Regions from separate parts of the Triticum aestivum genome. Here region 1 is linked to region 2. The links are chromatin contacts, called in public Hi-C maps. All regions are on one chromosome and are shown on one strand. The core of a region is the stretch at or near the end of the contact, and the rest is flanking DNA. Distances in the headings are between cores, read along the strand shown.

Evidence for each region. A called contact is a pair of places that touch in the nucleus more often than the background predicts.
Region 1: a contact with region 2 is called in a Hi-C map of leaf, with 4 times the contacts expected there. The contact joins the promoter of LOC123062862 here to the promoter of LOC123062861 in region 2. A contact is called at or near these places in 2 of 5 Hi-C or Micro-C datasets (both in leaf) and 1 of 1 datasets of contacts at active chromatin or transcription factors (leaf).

Annotation. Positions count from the first base shown.
Region 1 is chr3A:645,323,991-645,326,827 of IWGSC CS RefSeq v2.1, reverse strand. LOC123062862 reads right to left here and starts at 1,430. Exons shown (of 16, transcript XR_006429922.1): 1 at 841-1,430.
Region 2 is chr3A:645,173,764-645,176,878 of IWGSC CS RefSeq v2.1, reverse strand. It overlaps LOC123062861 (probable inactive receptor kinase At2g26730), which reads right to left and starts at 1,311. Exons shown (of 2, transcript XM_044486544.1): 1 at 1-1,311. The coding sequence starts at 1,188.

The sequences.
Region 1 (2,837 bases), core at 181-2,680, 150 kb before region 2:
AATGCATAAATACACTCCCCGAAAACAGATACGACAAAACACGAAAAACTAGTCAAGGAGTAGTATGCCTAGAAAGATGAACTATTATCCTTAGGCCATAGCCCGTAGACAAGTACACATGAGACATGAGGCATCAGGAAGCTGCTAACATTCTTGGACTATAAGCATTACATAACCACTATGATAGACTTTACAAGTCCACCGGTACCTAGTTCTCGAAACAAAGTCCACCGATAGCCATGGATATACAATAAACTTAGACCTTTGTGACTCTTGGTGACCCAGCGACTAGCGAGGATCAAGGTGACATTTCCTTTCACTCCTAGAAAGCAATGAACCACAATAGGAAAGCTCTAAAAGCATGGCTCTTTTCAAGATCCCATCAAGACTATATAGAAATGCACCTGGACTGTTAACATTACTTAACTAACTCAAATGGGTTGAAAACTTCTACGCACTACTCAGGCAGTAGCAAAGCAGATAAATACCATGTAGTACAATACCAGTAATCCAGCAGTCGAGCATATACATAAAAAAAAGCAGCTTGTTGGCATACTCAGCAACTAATCACACGTCCGCTGGGGACGACTAGGAGCTGGCTAGGCTAGCAGCCGGCAAAAAGGTAACATCTTTACTAATCCACTAGCAATAACTAAGCAATAACTAGGCAATACGCATACATCAACGCCATAAACGCGCCAAATATGGCAAATTTTAAGTGTTGACAGATACAGCAGCAATGAAATGAGCATTAGCAAAAGAACATATTTTTTCTGCCACTCTGCATGGCAAGCAGGGCAGATCCGAAAGAGAGCTTGTGAGGCAGCGGAAACCACCCACCTACGGAGACGCCGATGTCCGTGTCCGTGACCTGGTTCTTGCGGAGCTTGCGCTCCAAGTGCGCGGCGATCCATATGGTCCCGAGCGGGCCCTTCTTGGCCAAGATGAACTGCGAGTAGAACATCTCCGGCTGCCCTCCTCGCTGACGGAGCACGCAGCACGAAACCCTAGCCTAGCCTGAGCTCAGCTCAGCTCACCTCAGCTCCCCGACGGACGGGGAAGAGCAAGCAAGCAAGCTCCGGCGTTCACGACATCCCCCCCGCCGCCGGAAATCCAGGCCCTAGGCAGAGGGAACCCGCAGCTCGCCGCGGCCGGACGCTCCTCTCCGGCTCCAATCGCCCGGAAGGGGAAGCTCCGGGAGGGCGGAATGCGAGATGGAAACCCTAATCTGGCGGTGGGGAGCTGGCGTACGGGCGGGGAACCCTAGAATTGGGCGGAGCTGGGGGCCGGGGCGCGCGGGAGGAGGTGGGGATCTGGGGATTCGGCGGGGGCGCGGGCGATTGAGGCCAGCGATTTGGGAAAATTTGGAATCTTTGGGGGAGCGGAGCGGGGAGTTGAACTTGACAGTGTGTGGGCGAGCGAGCGACCTGCCTGTGAGGGGAGAAGAGGGAGAGCTCGCCGAAGCAAAAGTCCTACACGCTTCGCCGCCGCGCCCCCGAGGAGTTTGTAAATTACACTTGGCCCCTCGCGCTGCTTGTCTCGGGGGTGTTTCTGTTCGTTGCGGGATATGCTAGGGGGTGAAATGTAAAAAGGCGAGTTGGTAATAAATGCGCGGTTGCCGGGGCGAGAAACCCGCGCGAGAATATCGTGCGCTCGTGCGGCCGCCGTCGGATCCGGCGACGCGGGGTATCGTGTCCGTGCGACCGTGTCGTGGGAGGGTCGTGTCGTATCGGGCGGGGACGGGCAGAGGCACGCGCGTCTGGCGCCGTGTAATGGAAGCTGCTGCTACCGGTTCAGGCCCCTGTTTTCGGCTAACCGGTTCGTGCCAGCCACGTAGTCCCTCCGGCCCGGCACAGAGGCCCGATTTGGAAATGCTGGTGGTCAAGACAAAGGCGTGAATCTTGCAGGAATGTTCGGATCAGTTTTCGGCGAGGAGGCCAGAAATAGAAACACAAGGTGAAGTAATTGAGACGGGGCAAGTGAATTTTGAACAAATGTTTGGCTTTATTTCCTGCCCAGAGGTCAGATATACTTCTAGAAGTGCAAGTAATTAAGACGAGTGATTTTCACTCGTCTTGATGACGGTTGCAATGGCGAAAAAATCTCTTGCTCCGGAGAAAAGGTTTCTCGCCCTGCTTCTTAAATGCATCGCTCGTCTTTCTCGGTCTAACCTTGCGTCTGCGTGCCTAGCGGAGTGCCTTGGTGAATCGGGACGAGCCAGTGTTGACACCTTGTTGGTTGTTGCCGATCCGAGCTAAGTGGGCCAGTGGGGGTTTACGCCTTGTTGGCTGTCGCCTTGTTGGCTGTTTCTAGTTTGCATATATAAAATTTTGTCAGAAGTCAAACTTCATGAAATTTGATCAACTATATAAGAAAAATATAATTCGATGCATCATGAAATTAATTTGTATGCTATATAACTTTTTCAATGCAAATGTTGATATTTTCTAAGATGTAATTGATGGAACTTTACATAGTTTTGATTCAAACAAACTTTATACGCATCGTAAGAACTAAGAAGAAACGAAGGGAGTACTTGGCATTGGCAGCAAGTCAACAGGGCACCAAGGGCATGTATAACCATATACTTTGCGGTACCTTGTAGATTTGGCCTGGGCGTTAGACGCATGACCCGTGGAAGATTTGGTATTAATGTTGACATATAAATGGACTAATGAGACCACTCAAATGATGAGCAGATCTTAGTATCAGTTTGTGAAGGTTGTCGTGAACGTAAAAAAAGTGAAAGAAAACTCAAACGTCTTTTCACGCATGTTATTTTATAGTGTTCATTTGCTTCTCTTGAGCTTAGGAATCCCGCACTATTTAATAGGGGA
Region 2 (3,115 bases), core at 62-2,561:
GCCGTTCCCCAGCACCTCCGCCGACGCCCGCAGCAGGTCCTCCAGGTCGAAGCTGTAGCCGCCGCCGCCCATGAACACCAGCCGGCTCCTCATCATCTCCGCCGCGCCGCCGCCCGCTGCCGAGGGTATCTCCTTTGAAGACGTCAGGTCGGTCATCTCGCCTGACACCGTCGACGGCGTCAGCGTGTGCCCTCTCACCGGCGTTGCCGGCGTGGGCGCCTTGTTCCTGTCGTCGCCGCTGGCTGCCGCGTCGTCCCGGCGGCTGCGGACAAAGCAGAGCACGAGCAGGATGAGAACGAGCAGCGCGCCAGCAGCGGCGCCCACGGCGATGGCCGCGACCGCCGTGCCGGAGAGCCGCTTCCTCTTCTTCTCTTGCACCGGCGGGACGACGCCGCCGCCGGGGGACGGGCATGGCTTGTCGAGGGGTTCGCCGCAGAGCCGGAGGTTGCCGGCGAATGACTCTGGCGGGAAGCGCTCGAGGGAATCCGGGACGGCGCCGGCGAGCTGGTTGTCCGAGACATTAAACACCTCGAGCCGCTGGAAGCCGCTCAGGCTCTGAAGGCCACCGGAGAGGCGGTTGCCGTCGAGCCTAAGCAACCGCAGCTCCCTCAGGCCGGCGAATGCGGCCGGTATCTCACCGGACAGGTGGTTGTCGTAGAGCGCGAGGTGCCGGAGCGCCGCGAGCCCGGCGACATCGGGCGGGATGGAGCCGGAGAGACGGTTCCCCTGGAGGTAGAGCGAGCGGAGCAGGGGCAGCGCGAAGAAGTCGGCGGGGATGGCGCCGAAGAGGCGGTTGTTGCGGAGGGAGAGCGTATGGAGGCCCCGGAGCTGGCCGAGCTTGCCGGCGGGGAGGGCGCCGGCGAGGCCGACGCCGGGGAGGCGGACGGCGACGACCGTGGCGTTGCTCGCGTCGCAGGTGACGCCGGGCCAGAGGCACGCCGAGGGCGCGGACGGCGAGTTCCAGCCCAGATCGCGCTCGTGCGGCAAGGCGGCGAGGAAGGACTGCAGCGCCGTCCGCTCTTGCTTCGGCGGCTCCACGGCGTGGCAGCCGAGAGCGGCGACGGCCAGCGCCAGCAGCAGCACCGGCGTTCGTGGTGGGATCGCGGCCATCTGTGTGCGCGTGCGCCGCCGCTTGGCAAGTCTGATGGTGTGCTGCGGCCACGGCTGGGAAGAACGCGGCCTCGGCATTTGAGAGGCGCTTGCTTGGCTCGCGAGCGAGCTACACCGACTGCCACAGGTTGAGGGTGTGTGGATGGGAGCGAGCTATGTCAAGTGTCTTATGTACAGGTTGGGTTGCCTGGCTTGGCACAGGATCTGGAGTTTCATGTGGTTATAGGCTGACTCTGTTGCCGACAGAGTGGAGACAGAGAGAGTGGCGCTGCCGCCATTTGCACGTGCGCGCCATGGAGGCAGAGCATTAGCCGTTGGAACATTCTCCTCGGATCCGGGCTTGGCTTGGATCGTAAGTAAGCGGTGGATCATATGCATGCATGCATATGCATGGCATTTGGCATCATGTCCACTCTACTCCGCATGTCGCCGAGACACGATGGAGTGAGCCGCCTACAATACCGTTTATGCCATCATTTTTCCATCTTATTTTGCCCGCGGCATGATTGCAAATGGGAAGGTGTTTTTACTCATCTTCTTTTTCTTTTCCAGATGATAAGTGCTACACTTGTGACACGAAGTAATACGGACATGCCGTTTTTTATAGTACTCCCTCTATAAACTAATATAAAAGCGTTTAAATCACTAAAACAGTATTTTAGATGCTCTTATATTATTTTACGGAGGAGGTACTAAAGTTGCCATTCAAAAAAGAACAAATCTCAAAAAAATTCAAACTTGTCATGCAAACAGAAAATTAACATGCTTCATAACTAAAGTTGTCAAAAAAAATCATCAGGACCACACGTGTAACATTTATCAGGTTTGCATTGCTTACCACAAGTGCCACCTGGTACTCTTCTTCTTTTTCGAATTGACAAGCATCACGCTCCCAGTTTTCATTATCGTCAACGAAAACGGAATACGGAGGGGTGGTCGACACGGCAACAGTATGTACCCAATATTTTTGGCACCAATGATATGCTGCCACATGTAAAGAGATTTTTTTTTAGAAAAAGAGGATGCCCCCCGCCCTCTGCATCTTTATTGATTATTTTTGAGGACCTTACAAAGTATTACAACAATATGTCTGAATCCGTCATCTTGGCAATATTTGTCGCTACTCATATCCAAATGATGAAGACGTGCTAGCTGGGCCACTACCCAGACCACTCATCTAATCCTAACATCAAAATGATGAAGGGGTGCTAGCTGGGCCACTACCCAGACCACTTACTTAAACCTAACATCAAAAGCCGGAAGCCCCAGCCGAGCCACATACCGCGTATGGGGTACAAACCGGTCCGACGCACTCATGTGTCGTCGCCGCCATCTTCCACAGGTCCGTCTTCAGAGCAAATATTGAGGCTTCTACCTTGTCTGGCCACTACGTCACCACGACACCAAACAGTTTCGTCCTCCTGCGCGAGTCCATTGCCACACAGCGGACGCCGAATCTCCACTGCGCCACGCCACCGAGATACGTCGCCATCAATGAGTAGGATGAAGCACCGCTCCGCCGAGTCCGGCGGGGCTGCTGAAGACCAAGCATCGTGGAAGAAGGACTCCGAGGCTGAGCACATAGGCGGCAGAGCGCCAACGCACCGCCACCAGACAAACTCCGACCATGCCACCAACCGCCGCCAAGCAACCAAAGCATCACATCCGCCCCAAGCTCACCACGAACGACACCCCCAAGAGGGTGACGACGCCCGGAGCGCCGCTGTCGCTCGATCCGGTAAGGATTTAGGCTTTCGCCCGGCATACGAGCTGGGTGGAAGGAAGAGGGGAAGGAGGCAACCTGGACGACGCCTACAAGAAGGGTACGGCGCCCTCGGGTGTCGCCGCCGTCTTGGCCAGCACTGCTGGCCTCGGATTTCTCCGGAGCCACCTCCCACCTCCAGCCGCCAAACAGGTACAACTCCGGCGACAAAGGCCGCCCAAAGCAGGACCATCGGAGACAGCCCTGGTTGAAGTAGACGGAGGCCTTCAGATCTAGATCGGG